Linked DNA regions of Sus scrofa: region 1 is linked to region 2. The links are chromatin contacts, called in public Hi-C maps. All regions are on one chromosome and are shown on one strand. Each heading gives the region's core, a stretch centred on a gene start, on an enhancer-like site or on the middle of the called end of the contact. The rest is flanking DNA. Distances are from core to core; before and after follow the strand shown. Region 1 overlaps ATP2B1 (ATPase plasma membrane Ca2+ transporting 1). Region 2 holds the start of LOC106507543 (collagen alpha-1(I) chain).

Region 1 (6,247 bases), core at 2,177-4,676, 60 kb after region 2:
ATTAATGTTAAAGTTTAAGAGATGCTGGTGTTTATCCCAAAGCCAGTTCTAGAGAAATCATGCTTCACTGTTTTTCTTAACATTTTTCCTGAAACATTGTATGCTATGCCTCTGCTTATGATAAATTTTAAGGTCATAGCAAAAAGTTATTTCCAAAGTTGTTAAAAAATTCTATTTTATTTATTTATTTTTTGCTTTTTAGGGCTGCATCCGCAGCATATGGAGGTTCCCAGGCTAGGGGTCAAATCAGAGCTGCAGCTGCTGGCCTCACACAGGCTCAGCAACTGGGGATTTGAGCCTCACCTGTGACATACACCCCAGCTCACAGCAACGCTGGATCCTTAACCCACTGAGCGAGGCCAGGGATTGAACCCACAACCTCATGGTTACTATTTGGATTCATTTCCGCTCTGCCACAACAGGAACTCTGAAAGTTGTTAAAAATTTTTTAAATCACACTTAAAGATTGTTTGAAACCTTCATATAATTCTGTGTGGATTGCTCATTGTTTTGATGGTAGATAGGCACCTTAATTTTTCTGAGGTGGCATGATCTTGAGGAGGCTGATGGTGATATTCAGATGAATCCTAAAAGGGCTTCCTCAGAGCACCTGCATTATGTTGTTGTTTTTCTATAAAGTCTTGCAGTTTGTCTGGATCTTTTCCTCTAGTCAGAAACACTAGAATCATGGACTAGTCAGTTATATCTTAAATACGCTAGACCATTTTAGGAGCTGGGGCCTCTGCTGCTTAAATTCAGGGAACAGGAGCAGACCCATGGACTTGAACAGATGTAATTTGACAAAATTTGGAGCTTATTCATTATGCAGATCTACTTTAAAATATTAGCTAACTTTCTATTATAACTTGAGAGATTTACACATTAATATGCTTTTCTCAGTTGGTAGATTCATCAATTCAGCCATATGTATGTGTACTACATTTAATCTAGGATCTAATTGTTGGGTGTTTCGAGATCACCAAGTTGATGGGAAACATTAATATTAAAAAACAAACCCTCAATAGAACAACATAGCTTGTTTATAACAGCAATATTGAACTTCACTTCAAAGCCTGCACTTCACTGCACTTCCCCCAACCATGTCTTCCTATTTCCCTGCTGTTAGTTAATCAGAAGTGTTCCCTTGTCATCACTGAGAAACCCTCCATGCTATGTTCTCATGTTTAATGGGTGCGATTTCTCTTTCATTTGCATTGCGGTTCCTTTTGTGCTGTTATTTTGGGCAGTACTCCTGAGGTTGATTTTGGTTTCATTAGTGACTGAAAATTTTAGTTAACTGAAAATTTTAGTTAACTGAAAATTTTGTACCTAGTACCATAGTTTTTAAAGTTTGGCAAGGGGAGGGGATAGCTATGTACCTCTTTTACCACCTGGTGGAAATCGTGGCCAATCTCTAGAAATAATCACCTAACACTTAAAATTATATGTGTAACATTGCTGCTTTGTGTTACAAGTGTATGCCATCTCCCCCTCTTTGATTAGAAGCTTCTTGCTCATCTTCTTCCTAGTATTGTAAATTTACTTTCTGTCAAAATTTTTCTTTTTTTGCTTTTTTTTTTTTTTAAAGAGACACACCTGTGGCATGTGGAGGTTCCCAGGGTAGGGGTCAAATCCGAGCTGTAGCCGCCGGCCTACACCACAGCCACAGCAACGCAGGATCTGAGCCGCATCTGCAACCTACACCACAGCTCACAGCCACACTGGATCCTTCACCCACTGAGCAAGGCCAGGGATCAAACCCACAACCTCATGGTTCCTAGACGGATTCGTTTCCACTGCACCACGACGGGAACTCCCTCTGTCAAAATTTGTACAAACTCTTGTCTTTCCTGTTCATATGTAGTTTGTCATTTTGAATTATTCTTCTAAAGAACGTGAAAAAATATTAAAAGCTTTTTTCTGTGTTTATAATTCTTATAAGAATAAATAAAACAGCGGTGACCATCACAGGAATGTCATTTCCAAAGAAATAGTTCTGGTTTAATATAGAAATAATTCACTCAGAAAGCTAACGGTAACTAGGCAAATTATAACAATTGACTCCTCACTGGGAGTAGTCGGCCAGGAGTTGGCATGCCCAAATAAAAGGATCTAGATGATAAGGAGCCTTTTGTTAGTACAACCTGCTAATAGTCTGGCAAGTGAGATAAAAGTGATTTTTCAAAGTACCTGAATTTTAGTTAGATAAAACTGAAGTTTATCTGACCCTTTATTTCCTTCCTTCATTATTTCATTCTTTGACATAGACAATCTTTCATCAGATTTAGGTTGTTAATTATCATATATTTTATATACATCCTTAAAAAATAATTAGTGTTGGCAGTTGTAATTTTGGGTGATTTTAAGTATGTAGTTAAGTTACATCCCAGTTACAGAGAAGGTGTTCCCGTTGTGGCTCAGTGGTTAACGAACCCAACTATTATCCAGGAGGATGCAGGTTTGATCCTGGGCCTCGCTCAGTGGGTTAAGGATCCGGCGTTGCCGGGAGCTGTGGTGTAGATCTCAGACATGGCTCGGATCCTGCATTGCTGTGGCTGTGGTGTAGGCCCGTGGCTGCAGGTCTGATTTGACCCCCAGCCTGGGAACCTCCATACGTTAAGGGTGAGGCCCTAGAAAAGAAAAAAAAAAAAAGGCTAAGAATATGTGTGTTCTAGAATTGCTGAGATACTGTCTCCTAACTGGCACTTTCCTAGGCTCTGAGCATATACATCTATGAAAGAAACAAAACTGCCTGCCGTGTTTTCACATGGGGGAGACAAGTTCACAGGACACGTTAAATGAGATGTGTTAGTGATACATGCCTATGAGAGAAATGAGTGGGAAAGGGAAATCCGAGGTATTGGGGTGGTGGGATTAGATTGCTCTCAAGGGAAATCCCAGGTATTGGGGTGGTGGGATTAGATTGCTCTCAAGGGAAATCCGAGGTATTAGGGTGGTGGGATTAAATTGCTCTCAAGTCTGGAGGAACAATTCAAGGTGTTTCTTAAGAACAACAACAAAAATGCTAAGTAACACTGATTAGAGATCAGTAATTAACACAGACAGATGTTAACTTATTTTATCCTCACAACAGCCTCATCCTATTTTCACAGCCAAAGAACCCACAGCGCAGAAAGGTTAAGTGATTTACCCAACATCTCACAGCTTATAAGCCCAGAGCAGGGATTCAAACCTAGACATTCCAGCTACAGAGAACGTGCTTTTTAACTACTGTCATGCATTGCCTGTTACAAAAATTCATCTCACTCAGCTTGCAAAAGAGTTGAGATATTGAGAAAGAAGTTCCTATGTTCTCTCTTTGCAGTAGTGTTTTTGTGATGGCAGGAATCACACGGGGGGAGAGGGGGGCAGGGGGAATGGGTGTTTCAGTTTCCGTTTAGCAGCCAGTCTTTAAAATATGCCCTACTCAGGAAGTTGTATTTGTGTTTCCTCATTTGGCCTTCTAATTTCTTGCTTGTTTTCTAGCACACTAGTCCTTTACCTTGATTTGAAGCATTCCGTACATGTACTGATCAACAGGAGGTGTTTTGAACCAAATGGGATTTTCATATGAAAAGGTTTCTAGTGGTTCTGATTAATTACCTTTACTCTTAAAAGAATCAGAACTATACACTGCAGGGTTGGCTGGAATGGCGACTTGTTGCTTCATATGTTTCGTTTTATCAGAGAGCAAACAGAATAGGCCTCAGAATCCAAGAATGTACTTTTATGCCAAAATAACCTTATGATAGCCTCACTATGTAAAATGGCCATCACAGATTTTCTTCTGTATGGTTTTCTAATTAACTTTCTTATTTCTGTTCTAAACTATATTTTTTGATCTTTTTCTTTTTATACTCGCTCTTCATTATCTTTTCCATCTTAATATGTTCCCATGCTATCTGTATTGTATTTTCTATTGGATGCTGACTAAGAATGCAGATCTCTAGCCCTCGTATCATGCCTCTTAGTCGTGGAACTGTATTAAGCATAAACACTAAAGACAGGTGTCCTGAGTGGTATCTGTTAGAGGTGTAACTTCAGTGGATTTGTAAAGGGCCTGGAAACGAATGAGACACTAGGCTATTTAAGTGCTAGTTGTTAAAATTAGGTAGAAAAGGGGAACCAAAAGGAAGTAAGGAAACAGTGGTAGGAGAGAAACAGAAGTCGCCTGTGGTAGGAAGCAGGGTAGAGTCAACAGCAGTTGTCCCTGGCTGACGAATGTTTCCAAAAGGTTTCAGATGGGAGTTTATATTTGCACTTGCTGGTAGTAAGGCTGTTGGTAATGGTGTGCTTTGGCCATGTCTTCATGGGGTAATATCATTAGACTGACAGTCACACATGGAAATACATGCTTAACTCTAAAGAAATGGGCCTTTTGCCCAGGATAAATCATTATTGACTCATAAATCATCACAGTGCAAGAACACTGTAATGCCCGGACGTATGTGTCTGGCCACACAGGTTGGCACAGCCTTTTCAGGCATTTGACCAGGATTTTCTTGGCCGGAGTGTGCCAGCCATGTATTTTTTAATACTTATAAACAGTTCCTAATGAGGGTTTTTTGTTGATGATCCTGTGTGACCTTGTTCTAGAAAGTTTTCTCCTGCTATAATAGAGAATTATACATTTAATTTAATACCTGCTCAGGTCACCAGTTTTCACTGCTTATGAATTTTTTGAAAATAATTGTAATACTACTTTTCAAACTTTCTAGCATGTGTATGATCTTTTAAAGTGGTATTTGATCTAGCCTGCAGTAGCATGGCTTTAGTTTTTTTCAAGTTCGGTGTTCTGAGTTCGAAAGACATATTTCCGTCTCAAAGCATTCTCTTCTGCTTTCATGACGTCACACTCTGAGGGTCTGCTCTCCTCCTGTCTGACCATTTTCATCAGCCTCCCGTGCTTTCCTTTAGACGTCGGCAGGCCCTGGGTTCCTTTCTCTTCATCTCCGCCTTCTCCCTGGGTGATGCCTCCGCTTCTGAGACCTCACATCTGACTCTGACATCTGTGGCTCCAGTCCAGGCTTTTCTCCCAGGTTTGGGGCCTGAAAGCTCAGTGGCTTTTAGACAACTTCATTTTCTCAGCCTCTCCAAAGCATCCTTTCCTTTTCCCTCTTCCAGGGGCCCTGTCTTTCACCTTGGTAGGTGGTCTTGACTCTGATAGGAATCTTTGGCCTATTCTCACGCCCTGGGTCCATACGACATGGAAATTCTAACGCCTGTCTCTGAACTCAAGGGTATCTGCTTCTCTGCCTCCCCACCACCCTGGTTGAGGTCACTGTCTTTCTCTTGCATAATTCAGGTAACAGCATACTAACTGGTGTCTTTTCCTGTCTCCCTTCACTCTGTCTGTCACTCTCCTGCTTAGAGGCGGCCGTGGTTTCGCACGGCCCTTAGACGGAACTCTGGACTTCTCACCAGGTGAGCACATCTCTTCGGGGTCTGGCTCATGCTTACCTCTCTCATCTCTTCTTTCCAACTCTCCTGCTCAGTGTTTTGAGGCATAGCTAAATTTTCAGTTTTCCTAACTACTTTTGTGCCACGCTCACTCTTGTTTCTGATCCTGCTACAAACTGATCTCTCACCCAAAACACTCTGCCTCACCCTTCCTGGGACTTGATCTCTTGCTCGTTCCTGAGATCTCAAGTTTGCTGTCTTAGGAGTCCCTTACCCGCCCCAGCTCCCTAAATGTGGATTCTCGCTCCCTTTGTTGACTTCCATGGACATGCTCACCACCCACCATTACACCCAACACGCTGGGTTGTGACCCGCTGATGACGTGTCAGTCTGCCCCACCAAATGAGTTCCTTGAAGGCAGGTGCCAGAGAAGGGCATCCTCTCTGACTCATTTCCCTTTGTATGCTTATGCCTGTCACCATATGCGGCCCCTGGTTGGCATTCAGGGGCGAAGGCCTAGGTTTGACTTTAGACAGTGACTCTTACATTTGGGAGGGAGTCACGTCCTGTTTTGAAATTGAGCATCGGATCAGAGTGTTAGTCTGTTTTTCAAGAAGAATGCACACAAACACACATTTTCACGTACTTTCTTGCTGTGCATGTTTTCCTGTGGCCCCTACTCAAAGAACTCAGGCTTGCTGCTCCCACCAGCACTGCCCCCCCCGCCCCGAGACTGACATTGCAAGTACAGAAGTTGGTAAGACTCTAGGATGTGCTGTGCGGCAGCCAAGATTTTCACTTAAACTGCGTGCTTCTCTAATCTGGTGCTCTCCCCTCTTGATTTCCT
Region 2 (6,074 bases), core at 440-2,939:
GGTGAGAGTTCTCCTTCCCCTGCGCCCCCGGCAATCTTTCGCGCCACCCGGTGCAGACGGGGCCCCTGCCTGAAGCTTCTCGCAGCCCCCTCGTGCTCGGCCGTCCACTCCCCGGGGGCCGCGGGCCCCGCCTCGTGCAGGGCGGACTGCCGGGCTCCCAGAGGGGGCTGCACCCTGCCCGCGGCCGCCGTTGCGGACGGCGGCGTGAGGCCGGCAGAACTGCCCGTGCTGAGCGCGGCGCGCCCTGTGTGCGGCTCTGCGGAGCCCAGGAGGCGGGTCCTGCGGGGACGCGGGCGGCCACTCGGCTGCTGCCGGGCTCTGGGCGGGGGCCGGGCCGGGCGCCGCCTCCTCCGCCGCCGCCGCCGCCTCCTCGCAGTGCAGCGTGAGTAGGGAGCCCCGGCTGGTGGACGCCGAGCTTGTGGCTCCACGGCCGCTTCATCCTCGAGGTGCAGCCGAACCTCCGCGTGGCGCCCGGAGTCCTGCGAGCCGCCTGCGCACCGGCCGAGTCCCGGTTCTCTGCGTTGGCCGCCGTCCTCACCGTCCCCTTCCCCCGACCCTCTCGCAGCCTCCCCTTCCTTTCCCCCTCGGAAAATGGTTCCTGCTGCCGGGCGAGGTGAGTGGCGGCCGCCGCCTGCTCGCGGCGGGGGCGGCGGGGCAGGTCACCTGCGGGGGAGGCCGGGCGGAACGCGGAGGTCGGGGCGTCGCGGCGGGGGTCCTGACAAGTGGGTGTTCCGCGGACTGCGCGGATTCTGGAGCGAAGTTGGCGGGGCGTGCGGGGGGCCCCTTCGCAGGTGGGAGCACCGCGCCCGCCCAGAGAGATCGTAAAGGTGAGCGGGTTTCTCGGCGTGAGCCGTGGCGCGGGGTCCGGCCGGGAGTCCCCGCCCAGGGCCCTAGGGACCGGCTGGGTGGTACTCCGCGTCTACACCCTCAGCTCTTCGACTTCTCCTAGCCGCCTCGGCCGCGCCATAGCCCATCCTGCGGCCGGCCGCCCCTGCCTCGGCGCCTGGTGACCTTGAGGGCAGCGGTGCCCGGCAGTCTTTCCCCGCGCCCGGGGAGGGTCACCCCTCTAAATCCCCGACTTCGGCCCCGCTGGCGCTCCGCGGGCGGAGAGCGGGGCCGGCGTTGGCCCCCGGCGGGGGCTAGTTGATTGATGCGTGTCGCACAGGACGGTGATTCCCCGGGGGTTGGAGAACCGCCTCGCCTTTCTCCCGGTGTCTCTCGTCTGGCTCCCCAGGATATTTACGGTTGCTTCCGATTCGCGTTTTTAGACTTAGTTTTAAAAGAAAGAAAGGAAGAAGAAAAAAATCCTGCGTTCTCCACCCCCTTTTTGGAAGGGTCTGTAAGAAAGAACCGCATTCCAGTTGCAGAGGTGGTGGTGCTGGGGGGTGCTCCCTTTATTCCATCCTGCAGGAGAATCCTGTGGCTGAGCTAGTTAGCGACCCCTGGTTCTGTGCAGCGGTCACTGGCCAGGCTGGTTTCTGTGCGCATTTCATTCACCAGTTTTCTGCAGGACTCGCAGCGCAGGGAGGGCTCGAACCCTGTGCGGTGCAGCGGTGCCTGGCGCGGAGGGGAGGGCAAGAGGTTCAGAGGGGGTCTTTAAATCTGCGGAGGGCTCGATCCTCGCCTCGGCAGGCATAATTTTACCTTTCCTGGGTTTAGAGCTCAGCAGCCAGGCACCTTTGGCTGCCATGCATGCTACTTTTCTCGGTTTATTAATAATCTAATGGCTCCTGTTGGTATCGATTGCTGTTCATGATAAATTAGTTATATGGATTTTTCTTCATACGCGTGTAGGTATATGCATATATCGGGACTCTGCCTTTCAACATGGAAGCCTTTGTTGTGTTTAACCTCCCCCACCTGAGGACAGCCTTATTTTAAAATCTCTCGTTCAGCGTGGGTGTATTTTATAATAAGAAGTACTTGTAAGGATCTGCTTTGTATGAGGCTCTCCTTGGGCAGAGGGTGTGTAACCCTTTGGATAGTGGCCCATGTGAGTGAATGAAGGGCCTTCAACCGCTTGCCCTGCTGCCAGCTTTCCCCAGACTCCCTGTCCTTGTGTGTGGCGGAGGCGGATTGGGGGAATTAGAGGGATTGGAGGAGAATCTGCTTTTTGTACTTGAGCAGTTCATTTGGTCCCCCCCCCCTTTTTCTTTTTTGTCCTGGTGAGTTCAGATTTGAAGCAAATAGACACACTGTCCTTAAAGGGATCCTTTGAGAACTAGTGTATGAAATGGGCTTATTTAGCCATTTCAGGGGGGCGTCTTAGTTTCTACCTTGCTTTGCATGAGACAGTTAAATTGCTGTAATTAAGGGTGGATCTCTGTCCTGATTTTGGCTTCGGTGTAACTGCAATGATCTTTGAAAAGTAACTGTTATTTCCTACCATATAGTCTGCAAAAGTGAGTCACAATCGGGTGAGTTGAGGACAGAGCGCCACCTTTAATTTAAAATTTCGGCATTTTCTTTTATTAAAATGATGAACATTCAAAGGATGCCTTCTTGATTTTTGTTCCAGTTGGTGTCGTTCCTGGCATCCCCATTTAGATGTGTAAGGTGAATTGTCTTCTTTTTTCTGTATTCTGTAATTCCTCACTCTTTTATGGGGGGGGGGTTCTGCAATTGTGTGGGAAATTGTTTTTTTAATTTGAAGCTTGAAATTTAATGTAGACTTCTGAGATGAGATGAGAAACTAGATTTGATTTGTGCTTATGATAAAATAATAGGGGCAGTGATCTAAGGTATCTACCTAGGAAAATAAGGAAAGTAATAGCTTTATCATAAATAGATGTTTAAAACTAGCCATTGCCTCCAAATAAGGATATCCACCAGCATGATAGTAGTTTTATAAATTTTTTTTAGCTTCTGTGCTATTAACAGATTCTAAAGTAAACATGCAAAATTATGAACTTTGTTTGAATAAGGTATAGTAATTCCTTTTTTGTTTTTCATCTCCCAACATCTTGCCATTTATGGTTTGACTAGAGTTTTACAATTACTTGTTTTTAAATAATACAAACGAAGACTTTCAGCAGGAGTACTTATACCCAGTTATTGAAGACCGTATTGGAAAAAGTGGTTTCTGTGTATGGCTTTTCTCAAAATATCTCATATAAAAATAAACAGAGTTTTTAATGCTTAGAAAACAGATGCTGTAGTGACAGCTGAATGGGTGAGATTTCTTCCTTCCCTGCCCACTTGCTCCCTTGTGTTCCCCTCGCTCACAAATCAAAAATTTAAGGATTGTCTCTTTAGACACAGGATAATTTTTAATGATTATGACTGCAGATGTGACATAAAGGAAAAAGATTTACCTTTCAAGTAATGAATGCATTAATGTATGGATATTACCAATTACAGTTGAAATTACACAGCAGAGGTGGTATCATTTCTATCTGCATTTAATTTTTAATTCAACATTTGCAGTTTCTTCATAGACTACTGTAAAGCATAAGCTGTTGAGCTATAGATAGTTTTAAGTTAAAAAATCTGCTTGAGTTTAAAGGTAGTTTTTGCTTTTCAGTCTGTGGAATATGGCCCCAGGTTAAAGGACATCTTGAGTAATTAGGTTGATGTATGCAGAGTGATTATATGTTGTTACGCGTACCTGGATAGAATCCTTGATTTGGGGACTATATTTGCCAATTTCCTTTTGGATTCAGCATTCTCTTACCACGTGAATTGAGTTGTATATAGGTCAGCAAGTTTTAAGAGGAATGGCCAATTACAACCGTTGGTGGTCTTTTGCAGTACTAACAAAAAAGTGTGTTTGCGCCCTTTTTTCCTTATGTTTTTACACATAATGCAGTTGAAACATTATTTTCACTTTTTAATTCTGGAATTTTGTCATGAATGAGAACAAAAGTCATGAAATAAGGATCAGGAAGCAGAAGTTTAAAAATTAAGTTTTTGCAGCTTGGGTAAGAGTATTTACTTGCCCAGTGGAGGGGAATAGTTATTTTCTAACAGGTGTCGTGATATATGGAAGGTTATGGTGAAAGTAGCTTATTTTGAAATATGTAGAATCTGAGGTAACATTGAAGGAAAAGGATGCCATAGTTACGGGAATAATTTTCAAAAAGAGCTTAAAAAGATTTATTTTTTAGCTTTTACCGATAATTTACACACACACATATACGTTGTTAAAAATTTTTATTGTGGAAATTGTCCACCATGTGGAAATAGAAAGAATAATGTATTTACTGACCACTTTTGACAGTTATCAATTCATGGCACATCTAATTTCATTTCAGTTTTTATGTAAGCAATAGGTCTGTTATAAATGGGGACATAAGACAACTGAATGATATTATTTTTTATGTTTATAATTTATAGGATTTATACAGTCATGTCCAACATCTAATTGAATCCGAAAGGTCAATTTTTATATTCATCATTTCTGTAATACTCTGTTTTAAGGCAGGCATCTAAAGACAGTATCTCTCAAATATTATTCTTAATGATAATGATTTTGATATATAAAATGCTTTATAATATTTCAAAATGTATTATATCTCATTCAGTTCTTACAGAAAACCTGTGAAATAAATGAGTAAGGTAGATTGTACCTTTCTTTCTTTTTCTTTCTTTTTTTTTTTTAAGGTAGATAAAATGATTTGTCTGGGCCCTAAGGAAATATAGCTAACAGCCAGATTAGCCAGAAATGGACTCTAGGTGGCTTCTGGTTTTTGCTTCATTGCTCTTTCCATTATATATGTTTATATAAGTTTGTGAAAGTTGCACAAGTTTTTGAAAATCATTTTATGACGAGTAAATTTTATAGTGAAATATAAACATATTTGTTTGGTTTTAACTTTATACATTTAATTGTTGCTTATATTTGGTATAATGAAAGCAGTTCATTCCCTGATTTGATTAACAGCTGAGTAAATGAATTTGAACATATTTGAAATATTATATTTCTAATATTGTGGATTGGATTATTTTTAAAAGTTAGGAATTTTGTTTTCAAAGACCTGTTGGTCTTTTGAAATGGTGAGAGGTGTCTTAAATCTTGAGTTAAAAATAAGGTGCGTATGCTAAATATTTCTTTTAACTTCTGTAATTTTTTTTTCCATATTCCCTTTTTTTCTGCCACAGCGTATTTGTTTCCTAAATCTTTTTGAAATATTAATTCGGTATGTGATGAAATTTAGTCTTAAAAGATCCAAAACGAGGAGATTTCAGTTCTTGAAATCCAAAACCCTTGTTATAAATTTCACAAAGAAGTTGGTGATTGTCCAGAATGTGTGCAGGAGGATCACCTGGGGGAGTTACTGAAAGTGCAGATTCCCTGGCATTGCCCTTGCAAATCTGATTCAGCAGATTTGGGTGGGGCCCAGAGTCAGCATATTGAGAAACACTGATGTTGAAGTTATATCTAGGTTAAAATTACCTTACAGAGTAGAGTTGCCTTTATAAATTAGAAGGACGTTACTGATTTATTTGACTTTGAACATAGTGCTTTCAAGTAGTTTTGACTCTTGTATCCAAGTTTGATTTGTGGACTTGGTGGTTTTTGTGACGGTTGTAAAACTGGTAAATTGAAAATTTTTCTGTTATCTGTGTGCGCTGTCTTCTTTCAGAAGATCCATCTAGGGTTATTAAGTTACTTATTAAGCACTGTAAAGTCCTGGTTGGAGAATGTTCATTTGTTTTTGTTTTCATGCCCCATTGTCTGCCATTTCCAAATGACTTGAACATAGGTGCTTATTTATGTAAAAGAAATGCATACTGTCCAGTAGAGTTCTGTATAGTTTCATACGCTTTAGTCTAGTTCTTATTTCTTGTCAGAAGGAAAGACTTTGGATGTTCCTTTCAACTGGGACAAATTGGTGGATAAGTGGTGGTCCTTGTTAATTTCAGTTAACAAGTAGCTATTCCTCCCGAAACAGCTAGTTAGTTTTTAATGAACTTTCAGGAATATTAGTAATTGGTAATTTACCATTCTGTGCATGAAAACAGAAGTTACTGCTATTTTAATTAAATATTATAAGTTTATATAGTTCAGCAATCTACTTTAAGGTCTGTTTGATGTAACTGGATATGACTTTTTTAATCATTTAATCTAATAC

The links. A called contact is a pair of places that touch in the nucleus more often than the background predicts.
Region 1: a contact with region 2 is called in a Hi-C map of skeletal muscle, with 2.0 times the contacts expected there. The contact joins the enhancer-like site here to the promoter of LOC106507543 in region 2. A contact is called at or near these places in 6 of 47 Hi-C or Micro-C datasets (blood, liver, mesenteric adipose tissue and 1 more) and 2 of 2 datasets of contacts at active chromatin or transcription factors (alveolar macrophages and skeletal muscle).

What each region holds. Positions count from the first base shown.
Region 1 is chr5:92,993,910-93,000,156 of Sscrofa11.1, forward strand. The region is part of intron 2 of ATP2B1 (ATPase plasma membrane Ca2+ transporting 1); the gene reads left to right. Among named protein-coding and RNA genes, the nearest start is that of ATP2B1, 61 kb to the left of the region's middle. Within about 2 kb of position 3,427, at least 20 of the 83 cell types and tissues checked have an H3K27ac peak or open chromatin away from gene starts, as enhancers often do. A contact at or near this core is called in alveolar macrophages, liver and skeletal muscle, where this site is marked.
Region 2 is chr5:92,936,091-92,942,164 of Sscrofa11.1, forward strand. LOC106507543 (collagen alpha-1(I) chain) reads right to left here and starts at 1,690. Exons shown (of 4, transcript XM_021091263.1): 1 at 1,498-1,690; 2 at 996-1,139; 3 at 687-890; 4 at 1-631. The coding sequence starts at 1,690. It overlaps ATP2B1 (ATPase plasma membrane Ca2+ transporting 1), which reads left to right and starts at 437. Exons shown (of 21, transcript NM_214352.3): 1 at 437-613.